2 separate regions of the Cricetulus griseus genome follow, and region 1 is linked to region 2. The links are chromatin contacts, called in public Hi-C maps. All regions are on one chromosome and are shown on one strand. Each heading gives the region's core, a stretch centred on a gene start, on an enhancer-like site or on the middle of the called end of the contact. The rest is flanking DNA. Distances are from core to core; before and after follow the strand shown.

What was found. Hi-C and Micro-C count contacts between places; a contact is called where the count stands out from the background.
Region 1: a Hi-C map of the CHO-K1 cell line shows a contact between it and region 2, with 4 times the contacts expected there. The contact joins the promoter of LOC100771832 here to the promoter of Slc9a3r1 in region 2. A contact is called at or near these places in 2 of 8 Hi-C or Micro-C datasets (both in the CHO-K1 cell line).

Annotation. Positions count from the first base shown.
Region 1 is chr7:127,999,475-128,002,292 of CriGri-PICRH-1.0, forward strand. LOC100771832 (40S ribosomal protein S27-like) reads right to left here and starts at 1,344. Exons shown (of 1, transcript XM_027425721.2): 1 at 950-1,344. The coding sequence starts at 1,204. The coding sequence ends at 950. It overlaps Cdr2l (cerebellar degeneration-related protein 2-like), which reads left to right. Exons shown (of 4, transcript XM_027425720.2): 4 at 2,167-2,818.
Region 2 is chr7:127,771,517-127,774,688 of CriGri-PICRH-1.0, forward strand. It overlaps Slc9a3r1 (Na(+)/H(+) exchange regulatory cofactor NHE-RF1), which reads left to right and starts at 1,433. Exons shown (of 6, transcript XM_027425734.2): 1 at 1,433-2,057. The coding sequence starts at 1,632. It overlaps Rab37 (ras-related protein Rab-37), which reads left to right. Exons shown (of 9, transcript XM_027425742.2): 9 at 1-325.

The DNA.
Region 1 (2,818 bases), core at 94-2,593, 230 kb after region 2:
CTCCAGCCCATGTCTGTTCTTAATTCCATGTCCTCCATCTACAAGGTTCCCAGCAGCAGTGAGGAGGCTGTCCCTGTCTCCTTAAGACTTCCCCTGGGGTGGGGCTTGAGAGATGGCTAAGAGGTTGAGAGTGTTTGCTGCTCTAGAGCCAGGGTTTGGTTCCCAGCACTCACAGTGAGTGGCTCACAATCACCCAGTTCTGGGGGATCCAGCTCCCTCTTTTTGCCTCCTCAGGCACCTACACACACACACACACACACACACACACACACACACACACACACACATCAATCTTAACATTTTCATTGTAGGCCTAGCTCTTAATGGCTGAGCCATCTCCCCAGCCCTGACAATCTTGAAAACAAACAAAAATACATCTCCCATGGGTGGTTCGTCCTATTCCAGGCTGACAGAAACCATTGAGCGCCTGCAGTCCCAGGTTGAGGAGCTGCAGGCCCAGGTGGAGCAACTGAGAGGCCTGGAGCAGCTTCGGGTTCGCCGGGAAAAGCGGGAGCGCAGGAGAACCATCCATACTTTCCCCTGCCTGAAGGAGCTGTGCACAAGCCCCCGGTAGGCAAGGGCCCTGGCGTGTCTTTGAATCCCAAGAGTTCTGGCTGAAGGACAAAGAGGGAGCATGGTGGACAGTTGTCGGGGAGGAGGATTGTGTCTGATCCAAGCCATCAGGATGCTTGCTAAGGACAGCCATGGTGTACTATACTAACGTAACAGTCATCACATCCATTCTGCCTACAAGTTAGATGAGAAAAATCTAAGTTTGGTGGTTACATGGCTCACCCAGTGTGTCATGTGTTTAGAGCTTGGCCCAGCCAGGCTTCTAACCTAGCAGGGGTCCAGCACTGTGCCTTTTGGTTCCCATTAAATCTTTTTTGTGTTTATCCAAAAATGTGTTTATTGGGATGGTTCCCACTCATCGGGAATCGGGTGCTTTTCAGTGCTGCTTCCTCCTGAAGGAGCATTCTTCTGTCAGCCTTGCTTTTCTGCCTGTGGGCTGACAGAAGACAGTGGAGCAGCCAACACACAAGACTACTGTTTGTGCATGGCTAAAGACCGTGGTGACCTTATAGCATCCTGGGCACTTCACATCCGTAAAGTAGGAATTGGGGCTCTGCACCAGGCATTTTTTCTTGTGTTTCCTCTTTTCGTCTTCTGGAGAGGGGTGAAGGAGATCCTTTTCGAGAGGCATGTTCTCATAGGGAGGTGGTCACAACCGGAAAAGCTCCCATTAAATCTTAATTCAACAACTACTTAATGTAAGAATACAGGACTGAGGATGTAGCTCAGTTGTATAGGTACTTGCCTAGAATGTGAGTTGCCCTGGGTTCGATCCTCAGCCTAAAACAGGAGAAAGACAGATTAACAAAGAGGATCAAGATGAGGCTGGAAATGGGGCTCAGTTGGGAGCCCATTTAACACTCACAAGGCCTTGAGATTGATTCCCAACACCTCCTAGGAGTGGTGAAGCACACGTGTAATCCCAGCATTTACAAGGTGGAGGCAGGAGAATTGAGAGGTCACAGTCATCCTCAAGCTAGAGAGTTCAAAGTCAAACTGAACTGTCTAAGGTCCTGTTTAGCCAGGGGGTGGTGGCACATGTCTTTAATCGCAGCACTCGGGAGGCAGAGGCAGACGGATCTCTGAGTTTGAGGCCAGCCTGGTCTATGGTGAAAGTTCTAGGACAGCCAGAGCTGTTACACAGAGGAATCCTGTCTAAAAAATAAAATAAAAATAAAGATTAAGAAGTGTGTGTGTGTGTGTGTGTGTGTGTGTATGTGTGGAAACTAGGCCCAGGGTTGCAACAGAACAGGGCCACTACCATCCCTAGGCCTCAGTGTCTAGAGGAAGAGAGATTAATTACCATCTCTAGAAGGTATGGAGCCGTCTGTCTGGCCAGCACCAACCAGGGAAAGAGCTTAGACATACCCAGAGAACTCCCTTTGTTCCCACCTTCAACCGTCCCTTGCTGAAGAATCCTAGATGAATCCATGTGGGTCAGCATCCTCAGACACAGCCCGGAGAGAAAGTTAGAAGGGTGGGTGGTGCCTCAGAGGGGCAGAAGGAAGAGACAGGTGGACAAGGCAACCCAGTGTCTGACACTTTGGTCCAGGCCGTGGCCATGACTTAACTATCACTTCTGTCCCCTAGCAGGTGTGAAGATGCCTTCCGCCTGCACAGTTCCTCATTGGAGCTGGGCCCTCGGCCCCTGGAGCAGGAGAATGAACGACTGCAGACCTTGGTGGGGGTGCTGCGTTCCCAGGTGAGCCAGGAGCGACAGCGCAAGGATCGTGCAGAGCGCGAGTACACAGTGGTGCTCCAGGAGTACACGGAGCTGGAGCGACAGCTGTGTGAGATGGAGGGCTGTCGCCTGCGCGTGCAGGAGCTGGAGGCCGAGCTGCTGGAGCTGCAGCAGATGAAGCAGGCCAAGACCTACCTGCTGGCCCGGGATGAGCACCTGGCCGAGGCTTTGCTGGCGCCCCTCACTCAGGCCCCTGAGGCTGATGACCCCCAGCCAGGCAGTGGGGATGCCTCCAATGCCCAGGATGGTGTCTCCTCGCCTGCAGCCTCCCCCAGCCACGCAGTGCGCAAAAGCTGCAGTGACACTGCGCTCAATGCCATCGTGGCCAAAGACCCAGCCAGCCGTCATGCTGGCAACCTCACGCTGCACGCCAACAGCGTGCGCAGGCGCGGTATGTCTATCCTGAGGGAGGTGGATGAGCAGTACCACGCGCTCCTGGAGAAATATGAGGAGCTCCTGAGCAAATGCCGGCAGCATGGTGCCGGGGTGCGGCACGCGGGCGTG
Region 2 (3,172 bases), core at 183-2,682:
CCTTAGAAGGACTCTGGAGGTGTGTAGATCCATGACCCGCAGGCAGGCAACTTTACTGCTGTTCTGTAGGCTGGGCAGAGACTGGGACTCCAAGAAAGTATGCATAGCACATTTATGAGGTTACTGCATTTGCTTTCAAGGCAAAATCTTGCTCTCTGAACAGAGTCAGCACTCTTAACTTGGGTTGATAAGGAAGGTCTCTGTGACCTCTCACAGGCAGATAGAGGAGGAGCCTGGGCTTGCCTGTTCTCTTCTGGGACTCTGAGCAGGTTGCAGGAACTCCATTTGTGTTTTTCAGAATTAAATTGCAGTATTTTGGCAAGTATACCTTGGCGTTTCTTCTCTCTGTTCCCAGAGGACGAGGGACCGTGTTGGAAAGTTTGTTACTTGGCATTTTGTGGAAAAGTGTTACCCAATGCTCAAATCATTCCATCCTCATTCTTCCTCATTCTTTGGTGTCCTCATAGGCTCACCTCACCCTTAACTGACTGCTCTCCCCCAGACCAGCATCTTTTAGAGCCAGAGTGAGCTGGAAAGCTTATCTCACAATCCAAGTCATTTTTCTTTCTCTGTTGATAAAAGCCAGGCCTCCATTCCCTCCAGAGTGAATCCTGAGATTGACTACCAAGCTGCCTCTCCCCGCCCCCTCTCCCGAACCAAAGGCAGCTGCCAAAACCAAGCCTTTTATTTATTATTTACTGATCTACCCTCTGGCAGCCTGTCTTCCAGGTGGGCTGCTAGGAGCCTTGGCCCCTCTGCCCCGCCCTGCACGTTCCTAGAAGGGATCAAAGCCCAAACTTTCCCTTTACGCCAAGTCCTGGGATAGCACAGTGACTCCACAAGTAGAAACTTTGTTACTTAAACAACCTCGCTGCTGAGTTATTCTGTTACAGTTACTCTGTTACAGTGTTACTGTGTTACAGAAGACATCCGTCCGGTTCTTAAGCTGGCCCCGGGGAGGGGGAGGAGTGAGTGTAGGGGGGGGTGGGTTGGTTTCCTAGGCAACTGTCGCTCCCCTCGCCCCCCCCCGCAGCCAAGCTGTGCAATAAATAGGCTTTCGCTGACGGCGGTTAAAGCGTTGAGGATTCTTTACCCCGAGACTGGCACTTCTAAATCCCCCTCCACGACGTGAAAACCAGAGCGTAGTCCACGAGGCCCTTGGGCTCAGTACCTGGAACCCGGCCCCGGCCCCAGCCCGGGCCCCGCCCCATCGGCCCAACTCCCCACTTGGTAACAAACACTTCCACTTCCTGGGCTCTCTTTTCTTCTCCCGCTGCGGGGAGCCGCGCCGAGTGCAAGCCACACCCCCACCATTCTGATTGGCCAGAATTATTCGCCCCGGCCCAAGAGCCGGATCTTGTGGCTTCTGATTGGTCCAGGGTGATCCACACCCACGGCACAGCCCCGCCCCCGACTTTAGGAGCTGGGGCGGGCTGTGGAACGCTCAGACGCCGCGCAGGGCGGGGATTGGCCCGCTCCCTTCCTGTGCGTTCGCTGCAGCCGTTCCTGGGACACCTGCTCACGGTGCCCCGTACTGTGCTCAGCTCCCAACTTGAGCTCCGCGGCGCGGGGAGAAAGGCCGTGCGTCCCCGGCCTCCGACGGGAACCGTGCTGAGCGTTCTCCGGGCAAGATGAGCGCGGACGCGGCGGCCGGGGAGCCCCTGCCCCGGCTCTGCTGCCTGGAGAAGGGTCCGAACGGTTACGGCTTCCACCTACACGGGGAGAAGGGCAAGGTGGGCCAGTTTATCCGGCTGGTGGAGCCCGGCTCGCCCGCCGAGAAGTCGGGGCTGCTGGCCGGGGACCGACTGGTGGAGGTGAACGGCGAGAACGTGGAGAAGGAGACGCATCAGCAGGTGGTGAGCCGCATCCGCGGGGCGCTCAACGCCGTGCGCCTGCTGGTGGTCGACCCCGAGACGGACGAGCATCTCAAGAAGCTGGGCGTCCCGATCCGGGAGGACCTGCTGCGCTCCCAGAAGTCCGAACAAGCCGAGCCGCCGGCCGCCGCTGACGCGCAGGCTACAGACCAGAATGAGGCCGAAAAGAGCCACCTGGAACGGGTAAGTGCGGGTATGAGACTGGGATTCCGGAGAGACTCGGGCGCCCCGGACGTCCAGCACTTATTCTGAAACTCGAGCAGCGAGGAGGAAACGGCTTCTGCCCTCTGACCCGAAAGCCATCGCAGTTCCTGAGGCAAGCCTCGGACTGCGACCCGACCCCATCGCCCTATCCAGGGTCGCTGGGGAGCAGAGCGCCTTTGCCGCCTGCACTTTCGGTTCCCTTGAACTCTGGGGAGGCGACGCAAAGGAATTCAGTCTCCTTCTCGGCTCCCATTGGATTCTGTCCCCCATCCCGCACTCCCTGGAGCCCTTTCCTGGGCTATCCCTGCCTGCAGCCAAGCTCTCTCGCTCTGTCTCTCTGTCTCTGTCTCCCTCCATCCCGCGTCAGTACTTGTGGACAGTAGCTGAAATTGGCGTGGATGCTGAGTAACAAGAGGTCCCTGGGAAGGACCTCGAAGTCCTACCCGCACCACCTCGGATCCCTAGTTTGTACATCATGAACTCATACCTATTGGACTTCATCCTTCTCTAGTCTTAAAGTGACTTCTAAGAAAGAGAGGAAGTCCCAGCGTCTCCGAGCGAGGGTGGGGGTGGGGTACAGGGAGGAGGCGCAGAGACATCTTGGGGGTGGTGGCTCTGCCACCCTGGAGGATTTATGATCCTCTGGAATGTGAGGAGTAAGCGCTCGCTAGTTGGTATCTGGGAGCCTGGTGGGAGGACCTTAGAAGAGGAGGAGAAGGAGAAAGATGGTTGGGGGAGGGAGCAGTCATACGGCCAGGCAGAGTCCACCGTGGGCAAGTGGTCTCGCCTTAGTATGGTCACTGCTCACTCCAGCGTCTTCATAGCAAGCCGCCTAGTTGGTTTTGCCTGTGTTTGGTATTTACCACAAACAACCCCAGTTTGGATCAGCTGCTGGAGGGGCAGCTGGCAAAACAGGAGCTGTTGTGCTGAGCCTCCGTTCCCTAGAGAGCAACGAGAGAGGGAGGCCAGGCTCAGGGCAACAGACTGTGGGAGCAGGGTCCCTTCCCTTCCGTGTGTACTAGCTGTCTACCTGATAGGGACTTGTGGCAACGGTACCCATGGAGCCAGGAAGATTCTCCCTCAAAAGAGAAAGG